3 separate regions of the Sus scrofa genome follow, and regions 1 and 3 are each linked to region 2. Evidence: chromatin contacts called from public HiChIP or PLAC-seq and promoter capture Hi-C data. All regions are on one chromosome and are shown on one strand. Each heading gives the region's core, a stretch centred on a gene start, on an enhancer-like site or on the middle of the called end of the contact. The rest is flanking DNA. Distances are from core to core; before and after follow the strand shown. Region 1 holds the start of LOC110261963. Region 2 overlaps PPP3CA (protein phosphatase 3 catalytic subunit alpha). Region 3 has its middle 81 kb from the start of PPP3CA.

Region 1 (3,583 bases), core at 477-2,976, 160 kb after region 2:
GCATGGTCTTTAGATTGCTGGGTTACTTCACCTAAATGCTCACGGTGCAAAAGACTTCATTGCTCTGCACTCTACTTGCATGCTCAGGCCACATTAGATACTCTGTTGTACACACAACACAGGCATACACATTCACTCTCTCCTTCTACACCAGCCAGCGCTGTTTCCAATTTCAGAGGCCCGCTCCAAGTAGCCCATGCCCATCCCTGCTCCGCTCAGTGTCCTGACCCCAGGAATGAGGAATACTACTTAATCCTGGCGTATCAACTCCGCTGCCTCATCTTTCCAGGATTCATAGTACAGTTCCTCCCCAGTCCACCAAAGAATACAACGAAGACTGCGGATTCCCCTGTGCTAGCTTAGAGACCACTACCTGTCCCCTTCCTCACCCCACGCATCCCGGCTGCTGTTTGGGATCCCAGAGCCATCGCCGCCCGGAGTCTGTGATCCCGGGGCGGAGAAGAGCCAATGAACGGAATCAAATAGCCCATTAACAAGCGGGTGCCAGGGGCAAGGAAGAAGCAGGCAGGGTGAGGTTACCATCGGGGAGGTGTGCTCCAGCGGGGCACGATTCAAGAGCAATGACAGGTCGGCGGGGTAAGGCTGAGGGTGGCGAGGGAGGTTGGGGAACAGCTTTTCGTGTCTTTCTCAGGGCCTGCGGGGGAATCCCAGGGCGGCGGCTTGGGGCTCTCCGGTCGTTCCCCGCCCCCGCGCCCCCCATGCCCCCCCCCGGCCGCCCCCTCCCTGCGGTCGCCCCCGCCCCGCGCGGAAGGAAGCACCGGGCTCCCCCCACGCTCTCCCGCTCTCTCGCGAGTCCTGTGCAGGCCCTTTCGGGGGAGGGGGAGGGGGCGCGGAGGGAATTGCTGCAATGGAGCGCCGAGAGAATCCTGCCCGAGCGAGGCAGGCGGTGGAAAGCCACCGCCACATAAAAATGCCATATTAATTTTTTAAAAGCCATAAATCACCCCTCCCTCTGCAAGAGAAAACCATAAACCCGATCCCACGCAAGCCTGCGAGCAGCCACCCACTTCCTATTTCTGTCACAGCAGCTACACCCTACCAGCAACCACCCCCCGGGCGCCCCCTCCCGCCACCGCCACCGCCACCCCCGCCACCGCCTCCCCTTGGCTCAGCCATTTGCCAACTGACGCCCCCGTAAATAAAAATGCCCCAAGTGGGCTGGGTGGGAAGCGTGGGGGAAGGGCGCGCGAGAGAGGGGGGTTCGAGGGTTGCACAATATCCTAGAAGGTCCGTGGCTGGAGCAGGGAGAGAGCCTAGGGCGGGGGGAGGGGAGGAAGCCGCCCGGGTGCCTGCGGCACCCGGTGCACCCGGGCGACCGCGGCGCGCCGCTTACCTTTCACCACCCTGTCGGTCGTCGACAACTTGGGATCAATTGCCTTGGGCTCGGACATCTCCAGCCGCCGGGGGACAGCGACGCGCTGCTCGTCCGTCCTACTGCACACCCCGACCGGACTGGCGGGCCAACACTCAACGCCGCCGCCGCCGCCGCGCTGCAAACCGCTTGGCTGGAGGTCTGGGCTCTGAGCTGGCTTTAAAGTTACTGCCTTCTCCGCGCGTCCCTCCTCCTCCGCCGCCGCCGCCTTCACTCCTCCTCCACCGCCGCCAGCCCCTCCGACTCTGCTCCGGGCTGCGCGTGTGTGGTGGTTATTTATTTATTTTCAAAGCACGCCTCTCGGTTCTTCTTTTATTCTTGGGGGAAGGGGGATGGGGAGGGGAAGCGCACACACGAGCACCCACCCTGGCACGGAGATCAGGCACAGCGGAATGGATCCCCACGCGCGCACACTGCCGGGATTAAGACCGATCACATGGGGAGGGCCGGGGGCGAGAGAGAGAGGCAGGGCCGCCGATGTCAATGCCACCAGCCGCGCCTCAGCGTCCCCGGCGGCTGAGAGGCGGACGCCGCTGCTGCTGCTGCCGCTGTTACTGCCGCTGCTTCCCCACACCGACCGCTGCCGCTGATCCGCGGCCGCCAGAGACGTCCCGCCGCCGTGCTCGCCCGTGCCCGCCTCTGCCTCCCAGCGCCGCTCCTCCACTCACACAGGCACAGCCGTGGAGCTCGGCAGACACAGTCCGGGGCGCAACCTACCCTCCACCGCTGCCGCCTCCTCCGCCGCCGCCGCCACCGCTCCCGCCTCCTCCCCTTCCTCCTCCCGGCCCCCGCCTCTATCGCCCCAGCAGCCTCCTCCTCCTCGCGGAGCCCGCCCCCTGGCTCCCCGCCCAGACGTTGGGTCAGCGGTCGCTTATTGGCTAGCGTGTGCGTCACTCACCGCCAGTGGCGACCTCCTCGTGGGTCCCGCCTCCCGCTCCTCCTCTTCGTCCCCGCCCCCTGCTCTGTTTTCTCCTGGTTGCCAGTCCTGTGGGCCTGTCGCCTCCACCAACCAGTCCCCGCTCAGGTGTCACTGTTGCTGGCAGGCCGGGGTTAGGGAAGGAGAATGGGCAGGGGTCGCGGTTGGGAGGAGAGAGGCCCTACTATGCCACCCTCAGCCCGATTTGGCCTCCTCCCCGGCACCCCGCACACACACCCCATACACCCCGGGCCGCTTTGGCAACCGTGCCTCGTCGGCTGGGTCGAGCCGCAGTGTGTGAGTAGCCAAGTGCGGAGGGTGTCTCCGGGTGTGTGCGTGGCCCGCGAGAGGGCAAGAAGAGAGGAGGCGGAGAGAGGAGGGAAGGGGGTGGGGGTGAGAAGCGACAGAGAGGGCGGAGGAAGGAAGATCGCGGGGACCTCCGGGGCCCACCGCACAGCTGCTGTCGCTGCCGCAGCTGTCCAGAGAGAATCGCCAAAACGGCGACGAATAAAGGACTTACCTTGGGGAGACGGGCTCAGCCTGTGATGTGTTTACGGTTGTTTTGCTATCTGGGTTTTTGTAGGGGACCGTGTGGTGGTCATTTATGTTTCCCACTTGTGCATCCACACCTTCCGAGGAGGGGCCGCTCTGGAGCGTTGCGGCCCGAAGACTTGGCAGAGCGTGCTGGGAGCTCTAGGACGCTGGAGCAGACTGTCCACCGAGGGTGAGGACCGGAGTCCAAGAGACCCCAGGCAACTTTGGGTCACCTAGGGCTGCCCAACCGTCTCCAGGGAGAAATGGGGGGCGGGGGAGTTGGAAAAAACACCGGAGAGGGTTGGTTTTTCCATGTTGACACTAAGCACCCAGCCACTGGTTAGAATTGGTGACACCACATCTCCTTTCCCCTCTCCTTTGATCACCTGATACCCACTTGCTGCTCCTCATACCTGCAGGGCCCTGAAGCCCAAAGCGGGCCCCACTCTGCACCCGCCCCCGCCGTTGGAAAGAGTGTGAAGGAGAGAATGGGAGTCGTGGGAGGCTAAATAGTGGCAGTGGCCAAAGTGCTCCCTTCTGACCTTCCTGCAGGGCCACAGAATGAAGAGCAGGTCTCCCTCTGCAAGAAGGTCACCTCACCCAGCACCTCTCCCCAACCAAGCTCAGCACCAAGGAATTACAGTACAAACTCAAAAAGGAGTTTTACGAATTGACTGCTGACCCTCGAGTGTGGCTTCAGCAGTGTGGCCTGCAAGGAATAGGAGCTCACACTAGGAGGC
Region 2 (3,675 bases), core at 377-2,876:
AGCATTGCCATGAGCTGTGGTGTAGGTCACAGATGTAGCTCAGATCCCACGCTGCTGTGGCTGTGGCTGTGGCTCGCAGTTGTAGCTCTGATTCGACCCCCAGCCTGGGAACCTTCATAAACTACAGGTGGGGCCCTAAAAAGACAAAAAAAAAAAAAAAAAAAAAACATAAAAAAAAGCCTCCAAAACAAAAAATATTTACTATCAATTGTCACCATAGTTTCAAATGAATAAAGGAAGCATTCACACTAAAATGAAAAAGATAATTTTATTCTGGACCAGCAAAAACTTTGTCATAGACCAGTACCAATGTATGAGCAGTATTTCAGGATGTCCATTAGAGCCCAGAAGCATTACTGGCCCACAAGAGAATAAAATCAATGGAGTCTAAAATTGTTTGGGACACTTCAGCGAGAAAATGGAACATGAGGTGGGTTGCAGCCGTGAATATGATCTGCACTTCCTAGAGACGAAGGGAAGTTTACGTTTTTCTTTTAAGACAGCAAAGAAGAATGAATGCTCTTCCTTTACCTGGAAGCCTTTCAGTGTTATTGGAAACACTACTTCTCTTAAAGTACTATTGATAATAACGTATTTCAACCTTTTCCAAAACCATCAGTGTACTATTAAGGCAAGAGAGCACTTTCAAATTTTCAGAATAAACATTTTGAGGATTTTTATATTCCTATGGAAACACCTACAGGCGTCACCTTACAAATGGTGCGTCAACACTTTTACACTCTTCATGAAAAGCACTGACTCTTGGCAAACTGAAAGGGACCGGGTGCACCACCGGGTCTTAAAGCAAAATACCTCTTCATGTAATTATGACGTAATTGTAATGACTGTCAAAGGCTTCCTCTGGATGGTGTTCTATGTTTACTGACGTCAATGGCTTATTACTGACTTGTATGTTACACACAGATGCTGAATTCCTAAGGCTCAACTCTACTTAACATAATACCGTATTCATCATCACACAATTCACTTAGAGATACTTTTGATCCTGGTCTTCCTTTACAAATTGTCCCAGCAGTAGTTTCCCATAGTCAGCTCTCAAAGAGCTTGGAAAGAAAAGCATCACAAAGGTTTTTCACTGGGAAAAACTGTTAGCTAAACTCTATGCCCCAACTATACTAAGCACTATTGTTTGGTCTTGCCCTCTTGCGTTAACAGAAATACATTTTTCTTTAAAATATAATAAACTATAATTAAGAGTCGAAATAACTTATTTAATCCTTCTCTTTCTTGAGAACCTTGAACAGCAGGTTTAGGATGTTTTCCTCGGTAATGAGCAAAAACAAATTCTGGCCAAAGGAACCGAAATGCCTGACTTTTTCAACCTAATACAGAGGCAGGAGAGTGCATGTAACATAAGGCAATGGCTCGGCAGGAGTCATGCTGATGGGCGTCTGTTCACAGCATGGTTAGCAGCCCTGAGACTTCAGGCCAGTTACTTAAACCAGTGGTGCCCACGGCGGGGGCGGGGGGGGGATGGCAGGGGAGTCCCAGATCAAGGGTCCCGTCAGCATCTGGGAGCCTGCACGATACACAAATTCTCAGGCCCTCCTCCAGACCTCCTAAACCAGAAACTCTGGAGGTGGGACTCAGCAATCTGTGTTCTAGGAAGCCCTCCAGGCGACTGTGATCCATGCTCAAGTTTGAGAAACACTGACTTGAACTCTGAGACTCCCTTTTCTCATTTGTAAGACCAGGGAGGAAAACAGATCAGGAAAAAGGACTCTCTGCCTCTCACGCAGTGACCTTTTACCCTCTTATACTCCTCTTGGGGGGGGGCGTTTTTTTAAATCAAGGGTCCAAGTTCGGGGGAATAAAAACATCAAACTGAGGTGCTGCTGCCACAGGCTCGGACTGAAATGTGCTGACTTGCCAGCAGTGGGCTGGGACCCAAAATAGGCCTCTGGCTGCAGGGCAGGCCCTAAAGATTTGGCCACTGAAATCACAAGTGGGCAAAATGCCTCAGGAGTAATATTTTATCCCCATATAAACTAAGGCCCCGTTGCTTTGATAGTGACAAATGACAGTGAGAGGAGAAAAAACACTGATCATTTAGTTCTCAAAAGACACTGGATTCTTACCCCCACTTAGTTCTCCCCAGGGAAAGGCAAGGGGAATTCTCCTAATTGACGTCAGCTGCTGCAAGAGAAGGACTGCCATGACCTTAAACTTGGCCACTGGCTCACTCTCACATCCAGGAACAAAGCCAGAGGGTTCTCCTGGCAACTGCCTGACATGCTAAATGGCAGCTCAGCCACTGAGGGAATCCTTTGCTGCCCTAGGGACAAATCCCCCACTGCAGGAAACAGACAAACTGGAGAGATTAGCAGTTGATGCCAGCCTATCCCCTCAGCCCAGAGAGCAGAAAATGAGTTCTAAATCCTTCCCCTCAAAGCCCCAAGTTCCTGCTCTGCTTCTGCTTTATAAGTGAGGGAGATGTTCTGGGCTAAGTCACAGGGAAAACAGGAAAATATGAGAACTTGAAGGAGAAATGGAGTAAACTGGATCCCTGCCTAAGTCATCCTACTACATTCAAGAAGTTTTTTAATAGATATTAGGTACAAAGTAATCAGACAGTTAAAGGTCATTGTCGACTCTTGTTTTTGAAAGGTCCTGTAATCAAAATCAGATCCAATGCCCCCACCCTGCCAGAATTATCGTGCGGCACCCTGAAGGCTAATGAAACATTCCTGCTCAACCCCTCGGAAGAGTTCTTCCCGACTCAGTCTACTCATGTCATCCAGGACGCTATCCTAGCCACAAACTTGATTTTGTGCTAACTGCCCTACTCCAGACCTGCTCCAGTGCCTACAGAACAGTCACTGAATGGTTTTTGTTTGTTTTTTTGCCTTTCAGGGCCACACCTGCAGCATATGGAAGTTCCACGCTAGGGGTCAAATCAGAGCTGTAGCTGCTGGCCTACACCACAGCTCACAGCAATGCCAGATCCCTAACCTGCTGAGTGAGGCCAGGGATCGAACCTGCATCTTCGTGGATACTAGTCAGGTTCATAACCTGCTAAGCCACAACAGGAACTCCAGCACTGAATGTTTTAAGTGCTGCTTACAAGAGATTAGTGTCTGACCCTGACCATCCCAGCTCAGCCTCAGCCCCACCCCTACCTCTCACACCCTTCAGAGACCCTGTCTTCATATAGCAAATCTCCAAAACCAGGCCTTCCGACTTTATGAAAAAATATCAGCGTCTTCGATGTGCTCTTTTCTCTGCCCAATAACCTTTGCTGGCCTTTTCCACATAGTAAAATTTCACTTATCACACACGCTTCAGTATCACGTCATCTGTCACGACTTCCTTGGCTTCCATGCATTCCTTTTTTTGAGTTCCCACACTAGTTTATAGGCAGCTTCATTACAGTTCTTAATGAATTTCAGAGTAATTGTCTATTTATGTATCTCACTCCCCCGTTAGACCTTGAATATTCCAGTCAAGGACTAAGCCTTATCTGTTTCTATGTTCAGAGTTCCTAACTTTTCGAAAGAGTTCTCAATCTATATTCAGAACAGAAAGATGCAAGCTGTAAAACAGTTTCTTTACCTCAAAGATGAAATATAATTATCAGTGTGGACACCGTCAGGGAAACCCTAGCCACTTAGAAGATTGGAAATCTTCTCAGTTTTCAGTTAGCTCTATCCAGTT
Region 3 (4,030 bases), core at 1,015-3,514, 240 kb after region 2:
TAAAATGAGAGGGGATATCTATTCTATAATATTTAAAACCCATTCCTCAAAGTAGTATTTGTTCATTCAGTTGAAAACTTTTAGCAAAATGCCTCTGACATGTAGCATTCTTAAAAAAAAAAATGTTCGGGGGACTTAATTATAATTCTTTTAAAAGCTTTTTTTGAGCTTAACTAAAGCAATTACCCAGTCTCTTGGGTTTTGCTACCACCATGTGCTAGTAGATGACAGATGTTTGGATAGCTGTGACCAAGCAGACTGGTCACTTCAGGGTTTGTTTGAACCCCATGAAAGATGATACATAATGTTGACACAGAATGTTGAAAAATGTGTAAGCCAGGCAATTAAGATGAGGAGTTATGCCAATGTTATTATTTTTAATGATATAAAAAGTTTCTCAGAATATATTTACACATAAGTAAGGAAGGACTGTTTCCCGAAACTGTATAAATATGTTTTTAAATACAGATTTATGTTTTGAAGTATATTTCTTCTCATGGTTGCAATAAAAATATTTAGAAGCCAGTCTCTTAAGGGACACAAAGGGACAGGTCTCTTAAAAAGGGACTCTGGTCAGTAGAAAAGGCAAACACCAGGAGAATGTGGTTTATAAACTGAGGATAGCAGGCGTTTTTTTAAAAGAAGGGAATGGTCAACATTATCACTTGCCAGAGTGAGATCAAGTAAGATACGGCGAGAAAGGGCTGATCTGAGTCAGCAGCAAGGAGGCCTTGGATAATTAGGTTTCGTTTCAGTGCTGAGGTGGGCCTTGGTTAGGTTCATGAGTCAGCGGTGTTAAGGATGAAGATCAAGTAAGTAGACATCACTTTCAAAACTTGCCTGAAGGTACAAGAAAGAGGAAGCAGAGGCAATTCATAAGAGCCTCAGTTTTCTTATCTATAAAATAGAGACAAGAACGCTTGTATCAGAAGGCTACTGTGTGGCTTGGGCACAATGCCTGGACAACACATAGGGCTCATTAAATGTAAGCCACCATCGCCACCACTCCCACCATCAACATTTCTGGAGGTAGTCAATTTCCAAATGTTCTTATAATGTATGACTATCCTATCAGTCATTGGTAGCACTAGCTCCTTTATTTTTACCTACTGCTTTAGAATTCTGGGTATAAGACGTAATGATTTTATGTGTATAGAAAAGGAGTGGGGGGAGGATATAGTAAAATGATCAGTTCACAAGAAGACTAGGGCTGAACTATGTAGCCTAGCAATCCAAATTCTGTGGAAAGATTTGCAAACACATATAACATGTGCTGAATATTTACTATGTGCCTGCCACTCTTTTCTAAGCATTTCACATTCATTAATCCTTACAGTCACCCGAGAGGGTAAGTGTCTAAATACATCCTCATTAAATGAGGGAGGCACACAGAGGTACTAAGAAGTTAAATAAGCATGTAGCACATCTTATTTTATTGCAGCTGTGGTTTGAGTCCTTTTAGGAATGAAAAAGCTTAAAAAACCTTAAAACCTGAGAGTTCCCATTATGGCTCAGTGGTAAGGAACCTGACTGGTATCCATGAGGACACAGGTTCCATCCCTGGCCTTGCTTAGTGGGTTAAGGATCCGGTGCTGCTATGAGCTTTTGGGTAAATCGTTAGACGAGGCTCAGATCCCGCATGGCTGTGGCTGTGGCGTAGGCCAGTGGCTTCCACCCCGATTTGACCCCTAACCTGGGAACTTGCGTGTGCTGTGGGTGTGACCCTAAAAACAACAACAGCAGCAACAAAAACACCTTAAACCAAAGAGACGGGATGAGGGGAGAGAGAACTACCACATTGAAGGTTCCTGTTTCTTCTCCTTTTGTCCATGAAAAAGAGTTGGGTTGTATGCCAAGTCTTACGAATACATCCATTCCTGTAAAGCTTATCAATCATCCTTTTTGCACATTCTTCAGGTCAGGCTTAGAACACTTGGAGAAGACTTTGTATACCGTTCCTCTGTCTGCTGGGCGAGGGAAAGAGCTGTTGCCACACTGTTTGAAAAGGAGTAAATCAGAAGTGGCTGCTGGACATACCCATCCCCGTGCCCTGTTTGATATAAATTGAGGTGATCCCCATAAATGAACAGAGTTAGAAGCTATTCCATGTTTGGGAGATTGGGAAGGAGGTGGTTGGGAAAACTATTGGCTGTGGAGTTGGAAATAAAATTTCACTGTGAAGCATTTCCAAAGATACTGCAGGCTAAAATTTCAAAGTATCTCCAGAGGATTTAGTTTTATTACTCACACTGATGTCAGTGGGAACTGGGCAGTTACAGCCTCGGCTGCTCTCTGGAACTTTGCCTGACTACTCCAGTTTCAGCCATTAGAAATTATTTGTTTCCCAATCTCTTTCAGCTCCCCATCAAATAAAGCAATCTCCAGTAATTGATGTTGAGGTAACAACAGAAAAGTGGTCCCCGCAAAACAGCTACTAGCTCTGAACTGTCACCAGAGAATACAGATGACCCTGTCCTGTGTGAAACGCAGATTGCCTATGAAAGCAGTTCTCTACATGTGAAAGCTGATCTTCTTGTTGACTTCCGTTATAAAATTGGAGACTTGCTCCCCCAGAAAATCTCTGACAGATAAAATAGAAACATAGTGAAAGGCAGCAAATTTAAAAAATGTATTTAAAGTGGATTAGTGCAATATATAGGAACATTTAAACAGTGAATTTGAAACAGTTAAGAGTTATTTTTGTTGTTCCTTAGGTTGGCTTTCATTTGAAAAGTAAATTAATCAGTTGAAATAGGAAAAAAAAAAACACAAGCAATTGGCTCAAGTTTTTTTCCACTTCTTTCAGTCTCCATTCCTTTACCTTCTGTAACTGAATGTTGTTCATAGTTGCCTTTGGTTGGACAGACTCTGCTTCCCGGTAGTTTAAGAAAACTCATAGCTCATCATTATTGTTTTTTTAAAAGAATAAGGCTGCTTATCTGGTCGGAGGGGAGGGAGTCTATCCAGAAGCACAATAGGAAGGACAATTTAAATTATAAGAAACTGCAGGGAACTACATCTAATCACTTGTGATGGAATATGGTGGAGGATAATGTGAAAAAAATAATGTATATAAATGTATAACTCGGTCACTTTGCTGTACAGCAGAAATTGACAGAACATTGTAGATCAACTATAATAAAAAATTAAAAAAATAAAAAATTATAATAAACTGAATTAACTGTATTCCAATCCATAGTTTGCTTTTTAAAAAGATTTTAGTTTTTTTCCATTAGTTAGTTTAAAGTGTTCTGTCAACAATGTAATATTCTTTAGAAAAGCATTTTGCTAAATGCTCTATTGATTCTGTAGGCTGTTCATTTACTCTTGACTGGATGCTACTTTCTGGATGAAGTGCTGGCTTCCAGTCTCAGTGAGGTCAGACCTCGCACCGGGTTCCCTTGACTTGGTTCCCTAAACGCATCTCATTTTGAGCATCCATTTCCCTAGACTCCTCTTCAATCTGTATTCTTCTGGTTGCAAATTCTGATTTGTATTTAATCAGTCAGCAACTAGGCAACTGTCTCCAGTACCTAACTGGGTGACAACACTGGCCAATTCACTCAAGGTCGTTAGATAAAAGATGCTGGCCTCTACGGAGACTGACAGCTACTCCCCATACCACCATCTCGCCACTGTCCCTTACTTCATTCTTGGGCATGCTGAGAGGGATATTTTACGTTCGAGGATGGTAGTCAACTACCAATATCTGGCAGTTCTATTTTGGTGTGTTTTCCTCTTTTCTGAATTTGGGCCAGCCCTCTGACTATTTAAGTAGAATGAAGTAGAAGTGGCATTGTACTTGTTCTAAACGTTGACCTTCAGAACCCTAGCAGCTTCAAATTCATTCTTTGCATGCAAACAGTTAGGATGCATTCTCTCGGACACCAGCTAATCTGCAGTGAGAAGCCCCAGTCCCCGAGAAAGGATGCATGCAGGTGTTCCAGGCAACAGGCCCAGGAGAGCTCCCAGCCCACAGCTGGCATCATCTGCCAGTGAGCCATCTTGGATGCTCCAGCCCAGTTGAGCT

Evidence for each region. Promoter capture Hi-C pulls out the DNA fragments that hold promoters and counts their contacts. HiChIP or PLAC-seq counts read pairs in DNA pulled down with a chosen protein or histone mark.
Region 1: a promoter capture Hi-C map of liver shows a contact between it and region 2, with 5 times the contacts expected there. The contact joins the promoter of LOC110261963 here to the enhancer-like site in region 2. A contact is called at or near these places in 3 of 5 promoter capture datasets (liver and skeletal muscle), 15 of 47 Hi-C or Micro-C datasets (brain, embryonic fibroblasts, liver and 6 more) and 2 of 2 datasets of contacts at active chromatin or transcription factors (alveolar macrophages and skeletal muscle).
Region 3: a contact with region 2 is called in an H3K27ac HiChIP or PLAC-seq map of skeletal muscle. The contact joins two enhancer-like sites. A contact is called at or near these places in 3 of 47 Hi-C or Micro-C datasets (psoas muscle and skeletal muscle) and 1 of 2 datasets of contacts at active chromatin or transcription factors (skeletal muscle).

What each region holds. Positions count from the first base shown.
Region 1 is chr8:119,427,803-119,431,385 of Sscrofa11.1, reverse strand. It overlaps LOC110261963, which reads left to right and starts at 1,726. Exons shown (of 4, transcript XM_021100550.1): 1 at 1,726-1,943; 2 at 1,998-2,606; 3 at 2,893-3,033; 4 at 3,263-3,386. The coding sequence starts at 1,726. The coding sequence ends at 3,323. PPP3CA (protein phosphatase 3 catalytic subunit alpha) reads right to left here and starts at 1,479. Exons shown (of 13, transcript NM_214128.1): 1 at 1,355-1,479. The coding sequence starts at 1,412.
Region 2 is chr8:119,589,527-119,593,201 of Sscrofa11.1, reverse strand. All of the region lies in intron 2 of PPP3CA (protein phosphatase 3 catalytic subunit alpha), which reads right to left. Among named protein-coding and RNA genes, the nearest start is that of PPP3CA, 160 kb to the right of the region's middle. Within about 2 kb of position 1,626, at least 35 of the 83 cell types and tissues checked have an H3K27ac peak or open chromatin away from gene starts, as enhancers often do. A contact at or near this core is called in brain, embryonic fibroblasts, liver and 5 more, where this site is marked.
Region 3 is chr8:119,346,940-119,350,969 of Sscrofa11.1, reverse strand. No RefSeq gene overlaps it. Among named protein-coding and RNA genes, the nearest start is that of PPP3CA, 81 kb to the left of the region's middle. Within about 2 kb of position 2,264, at least 6 of the 83 cell types and tissues checked have an H3K27ac peak or open chromatin away from gene starts, as enhancers often do. A contact at or near this core is called in skeletal muscle, where this site is marked.